Linked DNA regions of Ovis aries: region 1 is linked to region 2. A link is a contact called in public Hi-C data. All regions are on one chromosome and are shown on one strand. Each heading gives the region's core, a stretch centred on a gene start, on an enhancer-like site or on the middle of the called end of the contact. The rest is flanking DNA. Distances are from core to core; before and after follow the strand shown.

Region 1 (2,840 bases), core at 23-2,522, 200 kb before region 2:
ATGTCCTACAGACCAGCACTCTGAATGTGCTGGCGTTTCGATCACATTGACTGTGAGCATTCTCAGCGGAAGACCCAGGGGAGCAAAGGACACTTGCCTCCTGCAGCACCGCACTCTTCTCGAGGTGCTGGAACGGGTTGGAGCCTCCACCTTCCATGGGAGAAGAGACGGGACTGAGCAGAGGTTGTGACCCTGAATTTCAAAACTCTCCCAGTTGTAGACGATGGAGAAAGACGTCCCTATGGCTGGGAGGTTCAAGCTCCAGCTGCTCTGAACAGCAGTGAAAGATCCAGTAGATCCCGCCAGCCTCCTCCAGGGAGCTCCCCTGCCCCCAAACCACTAACTCGCAGTCACCCAGCAGCCCTGGTACAGTGCTCGTGTGCCTCTCAGAGTGTCCTTTCATTCATCTATGCCACTGGTACCTAGCTGCGCCTCTACTGCGTGAGGGACCACCATCTCCAGTGACTAGGGTTTCTGCACACAGCAGAAATCACACTTGTAATTAATGACACACTTGAGTATCTGACTGACGTCTGTTCCCTCCACTCCGCTGCGACCATCCTTATATTCTTAGCTTGCTCACGAGCGCGTCTCACTAGCTCTGCTGCAGAGTCAGGGCGCAGTGCAACCTGGCACGCACCGGGACCTCGAAACGTTTGCTGGATAAATGAATCGGAGTCAGGGTTCTCAAGCACCGATCCGGGCACTACCGACTAGGCCGCCCCAGCACGGGCGCAGCCCCAGGGAGTCCCCAGAGGACCACCGGGTCTGGCCCCCTCCCCTGACAGGCGGGGACGCAGAGGCCCAGAGGCGCAGACCCGCCCAAGGTCACCCAGCGAATCGCGGCCCGAGCTGCCGGGCGAGGGGCAGCGGGGCCCGCTCGGGCTCTCCGGCGCCGGCCGCGGGTGGGCGCCGCACCTTCGCGCAAGTCCCCGGGGCCTCCCGGGGCCTCGCGTCCAGACGGAGGTCCGGCAGGAGGCCTCCCGGGGAGGGCGCGGAGGGCTTGCGCGGGCGCCCGGCCTCCCCCGGGGCCTCGGCCCTCTCACCCGACTCCTCGTCCTTCTTGTCGAATTTCTTCAGCATGGCGACGTCGCTTCGGGAGCCGAGCGGCAGCCCAGGGCGGACGCGGCGGGCGGCGGCGGCGGTTCCGCACTGGCTGCTTCCGGCCGGCCACGTCGCCCGGGCTGCGCGCAGGCGCACTCCGCGCAGGCGCACTCCGCGCAGGCGCACTCCGCGCAGGCGCACTCCGCGCACGCGCACTCGGCGCACGCGCACCCGGGCCGCGCCGCCGCGCCGGGCGCTAACCCCGTGCCGGCTGCGGGCGGCGGGGCCTGGGCCGCCGGGCCGCACGCGCTCCCGCCAGGGCCGTCGTCCCCGCCCCGCGCGGCCCGGCGGCAGTCTGGGCGGGCGCTGTGGCGGCGAGGCCGCAGCCGCGCTCCCCGGGGCCCCCTGATCTGGCCAGCGCCCCCGGCGGCCTCGCCCCCCGCCCGCCGCGCCCGCGCCGGCCTGCGCTGCCCGCTGGCGGCGCCCGACACCTGTCACACGCTCGCCCGCGCCGGCAGCGTCGGCGCCCGGCGGGCCGCTGCCTGCCCGGACGCCCGCCGCCCGGCGCTCCCGGCGCGCAATGCCGCGGGCGCGGCTCACCGGCGGGGCCCTGACGGACCGCGCTGCAGGCCGGCGCGGCGGCGGCGGCGGCCCGCTCTGGAGGCGCGCGGGCGCTGGTGGAGCGCCCGCTGCACGCGCCGCCGGGCGCTGGGGGCGGGCAGGGACGCGCAGGGCACACGGGCGGCGCCCAGGGCCACCCCCGCGGAGCCGGGAGGACCCGCCGAGGCCGAGGCGAGGACGCGCGCCGGCCCGAGGGCGGGAGCGCAGGTGAGTGCGGGCGCCGGCAGGGCCCGGGGGCGCGGGGACCCGGGGAAGCGCGCGGCCGCGCCCCCGGGGGGCTGGCTCTGCGAGGGCCGGGGCCGCGGTCGGGGGGCCGCAGGGGGCCGGGGCCGTGGGTCTTGCGCCGGCGGGAAATAAGGCAGGAGTCAGAAAGGTGCGCCCAGCCTTTAACCAGTAACTCCACCCCTTGTCCGGAGGAAATCATCCGAAAGAAGAAATTAAGTTGCTCGCTGCGGCGCTTTGCGGCAAGAAAATTGCAAGCATGGAAACATCCTAAACGTCCGGCAATAAGGGGGTGGTTAACGGAATTAAGGTGCACCCATTGGTTGAAAGATTCCACATCCGTATATAAAGGGATATTTCTGATGGCTTGGGAGGCAGTAATCCAAACTTCTTAAACAAAATGAGACATTAACAGAGAAGAGCAGACTGTAAACGTCTCCTTAATTCAGTTGAAATAAGAACCCTTCTTGGTTAAAAACCAGGAAAGAACCCCAGAGATTTGCGTCGTTGGGTTAAGACCATGAAATACGGATAAGTTATGTAGAGTAAAATACAAATAAATACAGAATACCCTTTTATGTTATGATATGAATTCTACAGAATTATATAGTGCTACTGCTACTAAGTCGCTTCAGTCGTGTCCGACTCTGTGCGACCCCATAGATGGCAGCCCACCAAGCTCCCCCGTCCCTGGGATTCTCAAGGCAAGAACGCTGGAGTGGTTTGCCGTTTCCTTCTCCAAGGTATGAAAGTGAAAAGCGAAAGTGAAGTCCAACCCTCAGCGACCCCATGGACTGCAGCCTTCCAGGCTCCTCCGTCCATGGGATTTTCCAGGCAAGAGTATTGGAGTGGGGTGCCATTGCCTTCTCCAATAGAATTATATACCAAGGGCAATTTTTATAACACCTCATTTTTACAGTGAGAATTGTGGGTTGTGACTCCAACCCTGAATA
Region 2 (2,989 bases), core at 311-2,810:
GTGAGTCAGTTCTTTGCATCAGGTAGCCAAAGCATTGGAGTTTTAGCTTCAACATCAGTCCTTCCAAAGAATATTCAGGACTAATCTTTAGGATGGACTGGTTGGATCTCCTTGCAGTCCAAGGGACTCTCAAGAGTCTTCTCCAACACCACAGTTCCAAAGCATCAATTCTTCAGCGCTCAGCTTTCTTTATAGTCCAACTTTCACATCCATACATGACCACGGGAAAAACCATGGCCTTGACTAGATGGACCTTTGTTGGCAAGGTAATGTCTCTGTTTTTTAATATGCTACCTAGGGTGGTCATAGCTTTTCTTCCGAGGAGCAAGCATGTTTTAATTTCATGGCTGCGGTCACCATCTGCAGTGATTTTAGAGCCTAAGAAAATGAAGTCTGTCACTGTTTCCATTGTTTCCCCATCTATTTGCCATGAAGTGATGGGACCGGACACCATGATACATTAAGTTAACCTTAAAAATGCCTTCCAACATTAAGAACAAATTACCAGGACAGGTAACGTTCTAATTCTTGATCTGGATGTATTCATTGCATAAGACCGCTACAACTGAACATTCGTGAGGCCTTAACTTTCCTGGAGGCGTTTACTAGACTTGAATCTTTGATTTACTACCTGCGCCTCCAGAAAGTAAGAGGACGCGCGTGAGTGCCCTTACTGTCCTGAAATGTCTGGCGGCACACCAGACTCGAGGCAGTCTCTGCACCCAGCCTGAGTTCCAAACCACCCTCTTTCCCCAGAGTCCACAGGTTCTGAGGACAAGTCAGTCTGTCGACTATGAACACATGGTCAGCAAAGGAAAACTCAACCGTCTCCGCCTTAGGTCTGTGAGTGCAGACTTTCGTGAGTCAAGTTCAAGTGTTCCCATAAGCTGCCAACAAAGTAAACGTCACCACTATTATAAACCATCAAAACAAGCATAGCCGCGTATACATTTTTATACCCATGGCTCACTAATGAGAAATATCGGTTCCCCAAATGGAGTGCAAACCCCTCCCTGTTTCACTTTCACAACTTTACTGGTGTCTGTAATTGGCATGTAATAAACTGCACAGAGAATAACTTTTTGAGTTCTGAGGTCTGTTTGCCCATGAAACCGCCCCCACATGCAACAAAAACCTTTCCATCCCACGTCCCGGTGTCCGTCTGTGATCAGCCCTTCCCTCTGTCTCCATCCCCAGGCAGCCACCCATCTTTTCGTCTGTGGACTTGTTTGCGCTTTCGCGTTTTACATGCGTGGCAGCACACAGCACTTTGTCGGTCTGGCCTCTCTGATCTGGCGTGACTGCCCCACGGCCTGCTGTGTGGGTGGGAGCTTGTCCACCTGAGGGACATCTGGGTGGCTCCCAGTCTGGGGCTCTCAGAAGGCACATGGATTCAGGCTTGGGGCTGTGACGCGTGCTGCACTCGGGAGTGCAGGGCTGCGTGCCAGGGTGTGCTCGACTTTAAGGAAGTGCTCAAAGACAGGCTGCCTTAGAATACAGCGTCCTGAGGACGCGGAGAAGAGCAGGGTCACCAGCGGGAGAGACCGGCCTGCGCACGCGCACGCCCAGCAGGGCAACACCGCCCCCTGGGGGCGAAAGCTGGTTCTGGCCGAAGGGAAGCAAAACACACACAGGCACAAAGGACAGCAACGCCCGTGACAGGGACGGACACAGGCACAGCACGGCTGCGGCGCCGCAGCTTCACAACGGGGGAGCTCCCGGGCGGCCCAGTGGCCAGGAACCCGCTGCCAATGCAGGGGCCGCAGGTCCCGTCCCTGGTGTGGAAGATCCCACGCGCCTCGGAGTAACTGAGCCCGCGCCTACAGTCCACGCTCCGCAACAAGAGAAGCCGCCGCAATCAGACGCCCGTCACCGCAGCGAAGGCCCAGCGCAGCCACAACCAGATCAATGAAGAAGCAGTTTCTTGCAGTGCCACAGAGGGGTGCGATTAGGCTGACGGGGAATGAGGGGGCAGTGATGCCGAATGAAAATGTTGAGAAGCACTGCCCTCCAGGCTGCTCTGCTGCTTCTAACACTTAGAAGCAAGTCCTGAACGGGTCAAACTGAAATCCACAAGGGCCGACAGCCGACAGGAAGACTACCAGGCACATGAAGCAGCCGGGAGACATGAGAGCAAACGAGGGTGGGAAATCCGCGAACTGATCGCGACCCAGAAGTAACAGGGATGACAGCCGACAAGAGTATCACAGACTCGTAACTAAGTTCCGGATTCTCAGAAAAGTAGAAGCAAATATGAGCACAGTCAAGAGAGATAGAGAAGGAAAAAATCGAGCCCAACTGCCCAGAGATGAAAGACCGCTGAAGACGGAGACTCTGGGTCGGGTTAACAGTAGATCAAACACTACGGAAAAAAAATTTGTGAACAGAAAACATAATAACAAAAACTATACAGAATGAAAGGCAAAAAAATAACGGAGCATCAGTGAGCTGTGGGACAGCCTCAGGCAGATCGCTCTCTCTACGTACAGTCTCCAAAGGGGAGGAGCGAGTGGGGGGATGCACTATGGCTGGTGACTAAGCGAGTTTAGGGAAACCTAACGGCCAAGAAACAGGCGGAAGTCGACAGACACCAGGAACACGGAGAGCCAAGGAGCTCAAAGAGCCCCGAGAGAAACGTGAGGAAAACTCATCAGGTTCTCTGCTGCTGCTGCTAAGTCGCTTCAGTCGTGTCCGACTCGGTGCGACCCCACAGACGCCAGCCCACCAGGCTCCCCCGTCCCTGGGACTCTCCAGGCAAGAACACTGGAGGGCGTTGCCATTTCCTTCTCCAATGCATGAAAGTGAAAAGTCAAAGGGAAGTCGCTCAGTCGTGTCCAGCTCTTCGCGACCCCACGGACTGCAGCCCCCCAGGCTCCTCCGTCCATGGGATCTGCCAGGAACCAGCACTGGAGTGGGGTGCCGTTGCCTTCTGCGACACGGAAAGCAGCGGAGCCGTGAAACAGGGCAGCCCACTGACGCAACTTACGCA

What was found. A called contact is a pair of places that touch in the nucleus more often than the background predicts.
Region 1: a Hi-C map of tail adipose tissue shows a contact between it and region 2, with 5 times the contacts expected there. The contact joins the promoter of CNBP here to the enhancer-like site in region 2. A contact is called at or near these places in 5 of 16 Hi-C or Micro-C datasets (blood, hypothalamus, muscle and 1 more).

What each region holds. Positions count from the first base shown.
Region 1 is chr19:59,017,276-59,020,115 of ARS-UI_Ramb_v3.0, reverse strand. CNBP (CCHC-type zinc finger nucleic acid binding protein) reads left to right here and starts at 1,272. Exons shown (of 7, transcript XM_060402697.1): 1 at 1,272-1,872; 2 at 2,488-2,630. COPG1 (COPI coat complex subunit gamma 1) reads right to left here and starts at 1,181. Exons shown (of 24, transcript XM_027957854.2): 1 at 1,047-1,181; 2 at 98-150. The coding sequence starts at 1,083.
Region 2 is chr19:58,813,197-58,816,185 of ARS-UI_Ramb_v3.0, reverse strand. All of the region lies in intron 1 of ACAD9 (acyl-CoA dehydrogenase family member 9), which reads right to left. It also overlaps the pseudogene LOC114109416. Among named protein-coding and RNA genes, the nearest start is that of ACAD9, 18 kb to the right of the region's middle. Within about 2 kb of position 1,560, at least 14 of the 54 cell types and tissues checked have an H3K27ac peak or open chromatin away from gene starts, as enhancers often do.